Regions from separate parts of the Arachis hypogaea genome. Here region 1 is linked to region 2. A link is a contact called in public Hi-C data. All regions are on one chromosome and are shown on one strand. The core of a region is the stretch at or near the end of the contact, and the rest is flanking DNA. Distances in the headings are between cores, read along the strand shown.

Region 1 (6,569 bases), core at 3,708-6,207, 41 kb after region 2:
AGGTGAAATCTGTCAAAAAAAATTCATTGCTAAATTATTATCGATGGAGTTTTTACCAATGGACTAAAAGGTAAAAAGTTTGTCAGTAAATCTATCGTGATAAATTATCTTTTGTTAGTAAAATGATATATACACAATTATTATGTTTTAAGACCAAAATGAGACGTTTATATGTATAGAACGTATTAGGAAGGTAATAATTTACATATGAATCTTTCTATTCATTTAAACATTTAAAATAAATAGTTTTATGATATACTTTAATAAGAGAAGGTTTAAGAGAGTAACATTTTTACTAAAATTTAGTCAATACTTAACCATAAAAAAAAAGAGAAAAATCTTACACCATTTAATATCATCTTATACTATTAAAAATATTAATCATAACTAATTGATAGCTACACATAACAAATTTCGCTGCCTCTAGTACTCCTCCTTTAATAATATTAATGAACCCAGACGATATTCTACTTAACTAACCAGTTTTGCATTGATTGCATGGCAAATTATAAAGAACTAAGCAATCATATCTAGAAACATAAAAGAATTATATGGTTGGAGTAATTTATAGCTTAATTGGAAGTTGATGTTTCGTGACTCGTGCTACATCACATGTCTCTTACGTGTACGTAGGTGTACATGGTTGGCTATACGGATGTTAATATGTTATTCTTCTTAACATTGCCCGAAAGCTTTGAAATTAAGGCTTAAAAAACAAATCAACTTTTGATAGATTTTGCTTGATATGTATTATATTGCTATTATTAGCTCGGTTTTATCGTGATCTCAACTCTAATATTGAACTATTTTAAGGTAAGTTGCAGAATTAAAATGATTGGAAATATTTTTTTTATCAGGTTACAACATTTTAAAACGTCATATTTATATAAAACTTTTATAAAATTATATAAACCGCTACTGACAATCATAGATTGCAACTACTGGTAGTTACTGTTTACGTTTAGGGGTGTCAAAAATCCCCAGGAGACGGGGATCCCCGCGGGGAACGCCCTGAATGGGGCCCCGATGATGGGGAGTTTTTCCCGTGGGGATGGGGATGGGGAGCAAAATTCCCCCGAGACAGGCGCGGGGATCCGAGCGGGGATCCCCGCCCCCATCCCCGAAATTCCCCGAATTTTTAAAGTTACTTAAATACCCTTACTTTATTATTAATACAGGGGTATTTTAGTAATTTTACCCATTAAAAACCCTAAGTCCTGTAACCCTATTATCAGTCTCTCATATTCTCATTCTTCCCTTCTCACTTTGCGCCGTCTACTACACTACTACTATTCCATTCAGCCATTCTTCCCTTCTCACCTTGCTGCGCCATCTACTCTACTCTACTATATTTACCGTCATCGGTCGCCACTCCTGCGCCACTCACCACCACATCGTTCTCTCTCTTCAGGCGCGGTGTCTTTTTTCTCTCCATTCTTGCATCTGCGTGTTTGCTTCCGCCTCTTCACTGCTCGCCGCATTACATCCGACTGCTCCACCATCTCTTCGCTACTCGCATCTACTGGAGAGCATAGTTGCTGATGCTGAAACAGCCACCGGTTGTCCCTCTTCTAGTCCTCTTCCTTCTTCCCATCAACTTGACTTTAGGTTAGATTTTCTCTCCTTCTATGTATCTGAAGCAATTAGACATATAGGGTTTATAATTATGAAATAGTTAGGGTTTAATTTTGTTAATTATAATTTCTGTGATTCTGAGTTGTTGGATTTGGTTAGGGTTTTGTAAATTTCTGATTTTCTGCCTGTAGTTTCTGTGATGGATATGGGGATTTAAGAGTTTAGGTAATTATTTTTTATTATGTGAAATTCATATTAAATATATGATATTTTTGTTTATGATGTATGTTAACATATTCATATTTGTGTTGTATTTTAACAGAGAACATGGAGTTGCTTGTTGGAAGTTGAAGACTTTATTTTATGACTTTTTTAAGAATGAAAGTTGTATTTTAAAATTTCGTTTTATGAATTATAATTTTTTATTTTATATTTCTTGACTTGTAAGTTGTAATCTTGGATAAGATATGTATGTTTGTGTGTTGTAATAATGTTTTGTGGTTTATTTTTAAATTTTTTACTGTAATTTTCATATAAATGTTCAACATAAAGAGATGGGGAATGGGGACCCGCGGGGAACACGGGGAACGCGGGGAATGGGGATGGGGCCAATTATCTCCCCGTGGCGGGGATCGGGGCGGGGACGGGGACAAAATCTGAGGGCGGGGACGGGGAGCAGGGAGGCATCCCCCGCCCCCGCCCTGCCCCATTGACATCCCTATTTACGTTGACATAGAGCTGATTCAATTTTTGTAAAATTATATAAACTGCTACTGGTAGTCGCAGATTGTAAACTAAACGTAAATTATTACTAGTGGTAGTTACTATTTATGTTGACATGGAACTGGCCAGAAATCACTATAGGCTGTAGCAGTTTTTGAAGAACTTTCAACATACATAAATCGCTGTAAGTAGTAGCGGTTTATATACAAATAAGGGGTAGGTAAATCTGTGGCTACCAGTAGCGGTTTATGCATATATACCCGTCCAAGGCAATTAGGTAGTAGTAGAATATCATTTTCACATATGGATGGTGAAGAAAGTTTTCTAACTCTAGTACATTGCTCTGGTAAAATTTAGAAAAGCAAAAGACACGCTGTTAACTTTACGGATAGGGAACTACTGAGAGTTTTTATCTGGTCGTCGAATACGTTGTCAGAGCTAAAATCAGCATATTACACAAGTTGGGGGTATGTAGGACAAAGTGGGTAAAAAAATTATTTTACAAGATCCCTATTATGTGTCAACCAGTGTGAAGTATGATACATTTGTAGTAGAGTCCAATGAAGATATGCAGGTCTTGTTTTATTGTAGGCGAAATTTTTTGAAAGTTAAAATACACGAGTTGTTTGCCAAATTGAAAGATAGTGTCACAGCTATGGGGCATCAATGCTGAATCCTCAGTTGACTACGCTGGGGTGCCTCAACCTCGATGCTTGTGGTTGCACTTGCTTATCTGTTGGTTGATCTTCCATCTATTGCTGTTAGGATAACTAGTTCACCTCGTCTGAATCCTGATTTTGCAGTTGAGTCTGGACCGAATTGAGTTGAAAATGCGATGCGAGAGGATGATTCGGACGAAAAGCCCATTGACATTGTCAGGGACAATGATGAGGATATTCGGAGCAATCCACCTACATACCATGGCCCATCGAATTCCGATACAGTAACATCCTCCACATTTCTCAACCTTGAATTTGGAAGCCATTGGCCAACGCCAGACATCGATGCTACCTTTGGGAGTCAAGGACTGCATGATGCAACTACTCTTACGGAATTTCATATTGGCCAATCTTTCCAAAGTAAGGAGAAAATTCTGCTAAACGTAAATGATTACAATATCTGGTGTGGAGTTGAATACAGGGTGACAGAGTCAGACCACCTTAAATACCATGAGAGATGCAAGTAGTTCGGTAAAGGTTGCACATAGTTGATTCGTATCAAACTCCAGCATCGAAGGAGCACTTGGGAGATTTGAGATGATTCACAGTCATTTTATTTGACAGGCATCAGTCTGAACATACCGTGACCGAGATTATTCCTACCGATAACTTCTCGTTAAATACGTATCGAGTTTTTCTTAGAAATTGTACTTGCGATTGTGGCTACTTTCTGGTTCTGCACTACCCATGTTGTCATGCAATCGCCTGCTGTATTTAGTTGCGACTGAATTGGGCAATATATGTTGATGATATTAAATTCTACTTCGTACAAGTCTTAACCCTGAATAATTACTACAAATATCCTAATCCAATTCAATATATACATTAATTAAATATTTAATATATACGATTGTCTAAATAAAAAAATAGAACAAATACTAACGTACTTTAGAACAAATAACAAATGGATCATTTTTTTAAGTTTATATTTTGAATTTAAATCTTAAATTATATATTTTAATTTCTCTATCTTACATACTAGATTCTATATTCTAAAATCCAAACTCTAATACTGAAAAGAAAAAACAAACTAACCTCCTTAACAATGACTCCAACAATGTGGGCAAGGTCATTGAGTCGGTACAAGCTGTTTATACTCGAGAAAACCCAAATTCTCTCCCTGCCACCTCTTTTCTCCCTCAAAAATTTTCTCTCTCTAACCAAAATGCCTCTCCAAACCAAATGAAGGATCCACTACTGAATATTAGGTTGTTACGAGTTAAGTCGAATTGGTCCGCTCTTCCGTTTGAATATTTTAAAGAATTTGATGATGCGAAAACAATTCATTATGAAAACTTTTTAGATATCAGTAATTTTTTAGTATTTTTTGTTTATAAATATTAAATTATCTTTAAAGAGTAAATTTTATTAATTTATATGTGTAAATTCTAAAAAATATGAGTATAAATTCTATTAATTTATGTGTATAAATTATATATTTTTTGTACATAAAATTCTTGTAAATTTAAGTATAAACTATTGTTAGTCAAATACTAATAAAAAATAATAATATTATTGATTATATAGCCTTATTAATGTGTAGTAAATATGTAATTTATCGGTTCTGCTAGAAAACTAATTATGGACAAAGTCAATTTCAATCAGCTAATTAAAAAATAGATCTGTTATAAAATAAAACAAAAAAATTCCTCCATTACCTTAATTTTTCAAATTTTAAAATAAAAAAAAATTGACTTGATTGATTTATACTATAGTTGCCTCCTTAAATTTTTTCACTATTTATATATAAAATATAGGTAGACAGAGTATATAATGCAAATATAGATTATCCCCTGTAAGGAGACACAAGACACTTTACGGAACAAAATATTGTACGTATGCTGGCGCTTAAGACATAGAGAATGAAACTACGTAACTATAGACAAGGGCCTCGGGTATACCCTCCAAACTTCAAGTCAAAACGTAATCTTTTGACCACTTTTTGTGAACTTGAATAGCCGCATGCATGACGTGTAAGCTAAGCTTGGATTATTGGGTCTCTTGATGCTCATGAGAAGCCTAAAAAATAAAAAATAATAATGGTAGTAATAATAATTGCACGTTTCTTAATAATAATCCCTTCATATCTCATTTCATAATCTAAATCATCTTATCACATGGAAACTTATAGAATTCTATGGGCCAGTCTTGGATCCTTTATTGATTCTTGAGGTCGCTTACTTTAACAATTTATTAAACCATCCAAAAGCAGCCATGCTATATATATATTTTTTTACAACAGAAGATAATATATAGAGAAAAAGTCTAGCAAGTGAATAGCTAATTAATTTAAAAATCAGTCGATAATAAAAAAAATAAACATAAAAAAATATTTGAAATTAAAAACAATAAAAATATCTAAAGTTTATATATAAAAAATATTTTAAAATAAAACAAAATAAAATCAATTTAAAATACAAAATTTAAAATTTAAAAATCAAAATTTAATATTTAAAAATAAAAATTTAAAATTTAAAATTTAGTATATAAAATTTAGAATTTGGAATGATCGGGGAGAAGGCAGCAAGACTGCAGGATGCAGCCAATGGTGACTTGCCGGTGGTAGGTGTTCAATTGTAATGGTCGAAATCGGTGAAATAGTAATTTTTGTTAAAAAAAAATTGTGTAAATGAACGGATTTGTTTGTTTGTTGGCCGAAATTGGTTGATACCATGTCAATTCTTTAATTGGCTTTTATATATGAATTTAATTTTGATTTATTGTTAGCGTAAAATAGTTTTATATGTGTATTTAATAATGGAATATTATATTAGTAAAAATAACTATTTTTTATATCGATTGTGTGAATAATTATCCAAAAAATAGATATAATTAAAATTATTAATAATTTTTTTTAAAATTATAAGAAGTGAATCTTTTTTGTTGTTAATGACAATATCAAAGATAACAATGAAATAAATTTTTTTTTGTTATGTCATTTTTGTTCTTTTGTTCCTTTGGTTCTTGTATCTTTTGCTTCACTTATTGTGTTGAACTCTTTTGTTTAAAAAAAAAAAATTTGTATAATTGTATAAAATATTTTATACTCTCAATACATCAAAATTAAAATATATATATATATATATATAATTAGTTATTTAAACATTAATGCAGTGCATAGGATCTAAGGAATTCTATTCTAACTATAAATACAGGCAAGACTTCAACTCCTAATGCATTATTACAACTTAGAAAGTCAAAAGCAAAGGGTTATACAATCTTTGAAAAGTAAAAGGGGTATCAGATCTAATGAGAAAGAGTCTTTTTATAGGTGCAAATACTAATTAGATAATCGCAATGATTAAGGATGATCCGGGATTTCTTTCATTAGTTCTTGATCATTGATATTGATGATCATTTTTAATTAAGTTGGAATCTTTATATATACTCGCTAGTAAAAGATTTTGTTGAGGTCGTAGCTGAAATCAATTCTAAGTGGCGTCTCTTGAACGATTGGTAAAGTCACAAATAATAGCTAGATGCATCACAGGGTGTAGTACTTAATTTGTTTAACAAAACAAAACTTGAAAACCAAACTGTAAAACTATTAAT
Region 2 (7,146 bases), core at 856-3,355:
CATCGATCTTCTTGAAGGTTCTTAATTAGTATGATTATGAAGTTAATTAAAAAGCTAAACGATAAAAGTTAAAACTAACCCCCCCCCCCCAAATTATGATGTAAACGATGACAATTCAAAAAGACTGAAACTTTAAGAAGTTAAATCTTTGATATAATCCCTTTTTAATTTGGCTTTAATTTGTTTTCGACCTATGAATTTGTGACACAAAAGAACCTAACTATCTCTTGGACCGTTCCTTTTGCAAGATTAGATTAAACAAAATAAATTTGTAATATAATGATCAAATATTTCACTATGCTTATCGTCTACATAGAATATCTTTGATTTTTATCCCCTTCTCAACGTTTAACACAATGGATAAGAAAAGAGCTCAATTAGGTTGTTAACTTTTTTCATTTAATATTAGTTAATATTTTAAAATTATTTTTTATTTTAAATTCTAAACATTAAATATTAAATTAAATTTTAAAATCTCCAAAAAGTAAATTTTAAAATATAATTTAATAATAAAAAATTAATTAATATTAATTAATTTAAAATTAATTCCTTATATTTATTCTTTAAAAAATATAAAAAACTTATTTTTAGTTAATCAATATTAATTAATTTAAGATAAATAAAATAATTTTAATACAAATTGAAAAAAATTTAATTTTTTAGTATTATTCTATTATTTATATTACGAGTAACATGTTAAAATTGATAACCTAATGTTTAATTTGCAGAAAAATTTGAACATACATGTGAAGCCAAATTTACTTTAACTTGGTCCAAGCTAGGCTTGAATTTAGTTTATTTTGTTTTGTCCTATCGTTTAGGATACATAAGACATTGGTGGAGCTTATGATTGTAACCTGGTCTATAATTGATATTACCCATGCATTTCTGAATAATTTAAACACACAAAATGAAATCTTATCCCATTATTAGGTTTTTCAAACAATGATCATTATTTGAAAATCGGTGGTGATATGCTTTAAGTTACTATCACTGAGACTGTCATAGAAAAACAAAGTGATTAGTGATTACACATACACTGCATTTAGGCATTCAATTTTACATACACTAATTATACGAGAAAAGTATACGAAATTTTTGCTAATTATTTCGTAACTGTGTTTTAGTGATCTTGTTTAGAGAGATTTGTAAAAAAATTTATGTGTCCATCTAAGTTAATACATAATTAATTGATTTTATAGTATAAATCCGTTAGGAGAATAAAATACGTATTCTTTATATATTCCTGATATAATAAATGTGTATTTAATTTTAACTAAATTTTAATTTATAGTTTTATCTGAACCAATTTATAGTCAACGGACAAATCATAAACTAAATTACTTATTACATGTGTGAAATTGAGAATTTGAGATAGCACATCCTCATCAAGATGCTTGCAATGAAAGCAATTTAATTTTAGGACGAAAATCAAACCACTACTCTGCAAATCACCCTCGATGAACAAAAATAATATTTATTTATTTAAAATTAGTCATTAAATTAATAATTATATATTTTTTAGTTAAATGGTCAACTATTAAATTAATAAAATTTATTATAATAAATTGATCAAAACTTTTATAAAAAATAATATTTTTTTAATATCAAATATGTATTTTTATACGATTCATTAATAGTTGATTTTATATATATATATATATATATATAATTTTTATATATATATATATATATATATATGAAAAAAATTTTAGATCAGCAATTTTTAATATTTTTGTCATTATTTAATTAATATAAATATTAAATTATTTTTAAGAAATAAATTTTATTAATTTATATGTATAAATTTTAAAAAATTTAGATATAAATTATATTGATTTATATGTATAAAATTATAATAAATATAAATATAAATTATATATATTTATTGTATATAAAATATTTATAAATATAAATTATTATTAATAAAAAATAATAATATTTATTGATCATCTAGTATTACTCTGTATATATATAATATAATTGATTGATTAATGATTAAATTCAAATGCCCTATACTATAGATAGTTGGTACCTAGGGCCTAGCTAGGGGAATGTAAAGCACAAATGATTGTACTTGATCTTAATTATTCACTAACTAATGATCCAAGTAGAAATGTTAGCAGTACTCATCACTTATTAGGACATCATGTATATAGTCAATAAATCAATCACATTCAACCGGTCTTTAATTTGCATGCTCAATGACCTCTCTGATCATCCGGATTCGGAATCTAATAATTGAGATCAACTAAAAAATTGTTATAAGTAAGATTCTTTAAGAGTTAAAATTAAAAAATATTATATAATTTTAAAATAAAAAATACGAATTAATAAAAAAATATTATTCTTCTTAATCTCAACTAATTTTGAAGATAAAAAAATATTAATAATTTTCTCATGATTAAAAACTGAGATAAATTTAATTTGATAAAAAAAATTAGTTAATTAATTTCAATAAATATATTATTATTATTCATTAATCTTTTATTGAATTTATTTATTTATTTATTTGATATTAAATTTAACAAAATAAATATTTTTACATATTATATAGAATTATAGAGTAGATCATTCAGACCTGCCTTTCAATTTATAAATATGGATCTTGGATTTATGAATGAAAATACTCCAAAAAACTCACAAAGAAAAAAGAAAATGAGTTAGACCAAAAAAAAAATAGACAAAAAAAGTAATTAACTTGGACAGAAAAAAAAGTAACTTAGATAAATTTTTATTGTTGATATCTCAACCTCATATATATACTAACTATATTAATTCAAAACTATATGTTCTGTTCAGTAAAACAAAAATAAAATAAAAGTAAACTTTTTAGTTAGAGAAATAGCTAAATAATGATTAATACTTAATAGTCTCGATCTTAAAAACTGATATCGTTCACAACACAAACTATCGAGGATTCAAATTCCCTTCTCTCAATATATATATTTTTTCAAAAGCTCCTCTAAACCTCGGTCCGTCCCTGCTTACACTTTTGTCATTTCTCTATTTGCACGAGTGATAACAATGATGAAAATATTTTTTCTGGAGATAATTAATAGTACCAAACAAAACAAGATACGACGAATTACGTGGGTTATATATATTTACTTGTTGGAAAACTATTACTAAGCTTTTAGTACAAATTTCCTCCTTCATTATCTTGTTTTATTATACCAGCGCAGATCTCATTAATGGTGAGTATTGTCATCATGTTTCGTAATTTCTACCGTGCATGCATATAATAATCATTAATAATTTATCCTAAAGTCTTTCAAATGCATGATTATTATTACGAATGGAAACATTTGTACAGGCCAGGTAGTTTCTTTTTTAATTAATGTGTTTAGATATAATTTAAGTTTATGTTTTTTTTTTTTAAATAAAGAAAACTCAACACATTGAAGTGAAGTGGAGCAAGAACAATTAGATATAGAGATAAATAACATAATAAATTTTAAACCGCTGTCATATCCTACAGTGCCATCAACAACTCAAAGAATTACTGCTAGTCCATTCGTTGTAGCTCCAATACGTACGTCCTATGTTGTATGATCTTCACACCTAATTTTTTATGATTAAAAATTATGTTATTACGTTTCAACCAGATGTTCCAAATTACTGCAAAGAATCTAATCAACCACTTCTTTTTCTCTTGTTTGTTATAGTGGTAGCCAGTCCATGTCTCAAACATTTCTTTCATGGTTCCAGCAGGGATGGCCCAAGCCCTACCAAACGACTTTAACCGAGTGCACCAGATTTGTCAAGTTAACTCACAACGAAGAAATAAGTGCTGAATAGACTCTACCTCTTTGTTACATAGGACACACATATTATCAGTCTGAATGATTACGCCTAACCGACTCAATCTTTTTTTAATATTTACTCTACCAATCAGCACAAACTATCCAAAAAGCTCAACTCTCGGTGGTACTACTCCTCTCCAAATAGAGCTTGTAAAATTATAACTCGTGATCTCGTTCGCCAAAATCTCCGATTGTACGACCTGCATAAAAGAGTTAATAGAAAAAATTCCTTTGTGCTCTGATAAAATTAAACATATCTAAAATATACGAAACTTATTTTTAACATGAATGAATATTTATTGTGCTCTGATAAAATTATTTTTTTGAGATCAATAAAAATTAAATTCTAGATATTTTATCTCAAAAGTTTTCATACTATATCTATATATTTTGAAAATTCAAATTAATAAATAAAGACATATAAATAATTGTATTTTACAATAATTATTGTCAATAAAACAAACTAAATAATAGTATCACAGGAAACAGAAAGAGTATATAACTTGATAGCTATATATGTATAATTGTATATAATTCTCAGCTAGTTTTTCCATCAAGAATAATTGACACAGAATAATCTAAATTATGGACCTACATTCACGTGGTCTCTCGTTCGTCACTCATGATTTCATTTTCTATTTTATTATATTGTTGTCGATGCATCATTGGTTGATTCTGTGTGTGCAGCTAATTCATGTTCATGCTTCTTTAGGAGAGGCAATATTATTCTTTCTGATGAATTGAGTGTATATTTATTAATTAGAGAGTGGTTAACTACAATCTCAACTCATGCACCACTTTAAATGCTAGTAATTATAAATATATAATAAAAAATACTAGAAAATTAAACCTTTTTTTAATTAAATCTAACTTAGTCAAATTTATATGCGTGTATTTTTTTAATATTTTTTTTCTTTTTTATTTTTCATTCATTTTTTTTCGTCTTATTGCTCTTTTTTATTTTTTTTCGTTATTTTTTTTCTTTTTTTTCTTTTTTATTATCATTAATTATCATCATTTTTTTTTAAATTTTAAAATATTATAAGTCCAGATCTTTGACAAATCTAAATCTTCGACTCACTCAATTAACAGATATATTTAAATATGTTTTAAATTCAAAAGATATATCAAATTCTTACAAATGACACAAAATATTACATCTCTTATATATTAGTCTAATATAACACAATAGACTCAATGTTAATAAAAACACATCATTTAATTAAAAATAATACATAAATTTTTTATAAATAGCAAAACAAATTTTTAAAAGTTATAAGTCTAAAATCTTAACTCATTCGTCGTATAAAATACAGTTAAATGTTTTTGAAATTAAAAAATATATCAATTATAAATAGCAAAACAAATTTTTAAAAGTTATAAGTCTAAAATCTTAACTCATTCGTCGTATAAAATACAGTTAAATGTTTTTGAAATTAAAAAATATATCAATTTATTACAAATGATACATGAATATGACTAGACATCTTATATATGAATTCAATTTCAATCAATCACTTTAATAATAAAAAAATATATTATTTTATTAAAAATGACACATAAAATTTTGGTAAACGACTCAAAAAGTCTTAAAAAGAATCACAAGCTAAGAAATTTTATGATAAATTCTAATTGGTTAAAAATTTTTTTATGTTACAATTAAAAAATTTTGGTGCTATTTTTGTTTCTGATAATTTTTAATTGGTTAAATTTTTTTGTCACGGTTAAGAAATTTCTGTGTCAAAATTAACCTAAGAAATTTTATGTGTCGCGGTTAAAAATTTTTGACACTATTTTATGATAAATTTTGCACAATTTAAAATTTTCCATCCTTCCTCCTCTTCTTCTTTGTCGTCATCTTCTTATTCTTTTTCTTCTTCATCTCCTCCATATTGTCTCATCTCATCATTCTAAGAGACTAGAGAGTGATGATTTTAGACGTAGACGGTAAGAACCCAATATTGTTGAATTAAATGTATTTTAACTATATTGTTTTTTTACTAACTAATGTTGAATTACTTTGTCCGAAAAAACTTTATATGGGATAGAAAATATGATCTCTTGATTAGGAAGATTTATGACCACCGGATAGCTAGGTGACTTTAGGAGATATTATAGGACGTTCATGAAGGACACGACCATCTCACGACATGGCTTTGTCCAAATATTAAGAAGAAACTGGACGTCCATTTTAGTACTAATGAGGGGTTTTAGCGTTGCCGTCTGACGAACAGAACTAACAAGATATCACTGAAGTTGTCAAAGTATACCGGTGGGTCGGTGACTTTCATGAAGACGAAGAGCAGGACAGTATGTAGCTTGCTAATTTTTGTTAATTATAACTTGAATTAATTGTTACTTAATTTATTTTATTAGTTGGTTTCAATACGTGTAGTCTAAGTCGTTGGAAGCCAGAGTGAAGGGATATTGGCGAAGACCTTCAAGTATACCCATATGTTGAAGACCAACATGGAGAGATTTGATGATAAATAGTTTGGGACTCATTATGTGAGTTTTAATTAATTCTAAGTTTAAAAATGTATTCGGTTTAAAGTCAATTGACTGTCATTCTAATACCAACGTGTATGATACACAGGAGGACTACCTGCAGAGATTGGAAGTCGCGACCCAGCAATCTCAGCCTAGTGGGGACGACCCTGGCTCTGATGCCTCAGTCGTAGATCCTGATAGGGTTTGGCGTGAGATTGCCTCTGAGCCCTACAAGAATCACGTCTATGGGTTGGGATCGTTCTTCACCAGCGGCTTCCGCACCTCCACACAGACAACTTCATCTGCCTCTGCCTCTGCTACTAGCCTTACCGATTCCGAGGAAGTTGTCGATTTGAAGGAGAAAGACAGAAGGTGTAGAACTTCACACAGGAGCTTCACCAACAAGTTTAGTAATCTGAGAAGAGGTACAACGAGCTTCTTGCATGCATGGAAGACACTGTTGCTATTAGGGCAGAGCTGACGGAGAAGCTAGAGCTGCTAGAGCGTTTGCGAGACCAAATGGCAGTGTACAATGATCAAATGCACGCTGGAGGCAGCGACACTGCTGGTACCAGTGATAGAACTACTGATGGGGCACCGATATTAACACTTAATATGTTGCCTCAGTAGGGAAAAGATGACGACGACGATAATTACCAGGATCTGTAGGGTTTAGGGATTTAATTTATTTGATGTATATTTCATTGTATTTTACTTCTTTGACTTTTTGTGATATTCAGATCCTTGAGATTTAATAAAATCATTAGTTGATTTCTAGTATTTAGATTAGATTTTGTGCACTAATTTTGTAAAATAAAAATTAATTTGACTACTAATTGTGTAAAAAAAA

Evidence for each region. Hi-C and Micro-C count contacts between places; a contact is called where the count stands out from the background.
Region 1: a contact with region 2 is called in a Hi-C map of leaf, with 2.4 times the contacts expected there. The contact joins two enhancer-like sites. A contact is called at or near these places in 2 of 8 Hi-C or Micro-C datasets (leaf and an unstated tissue).

What each region holds. Positions count from the first base shown.
Region 1 is chr5:112,226,149-112,232,717 of arahy.Tifrunner.gnm2.J5K5, forward strand. No RefSeq gene overlaps it. Among protein-coding and RNA genes, the nearest start is that of LOC112802790, 20 kb to the right of the region's middle. Within about 2 kb of position 4,958, at least 2 of the 3 cell types and tissues checked have open chromatin away from gene starts, as enhancers often do.
Region 2 is chr5:112,187,561-112,194,706 of arahy.Tifrunner.gnm2.J5K5, forward strand. No RefSeq gene overlaps it. Among protein-coding and RNA genes, the nearest start is that of LOC112802789, 14 kb to the right of the region's middle. Within about 2 kb of position 2,106, at least 1 of the 3 cell types and tissues checked has open chromatin away from gene starts, as enhancers often do.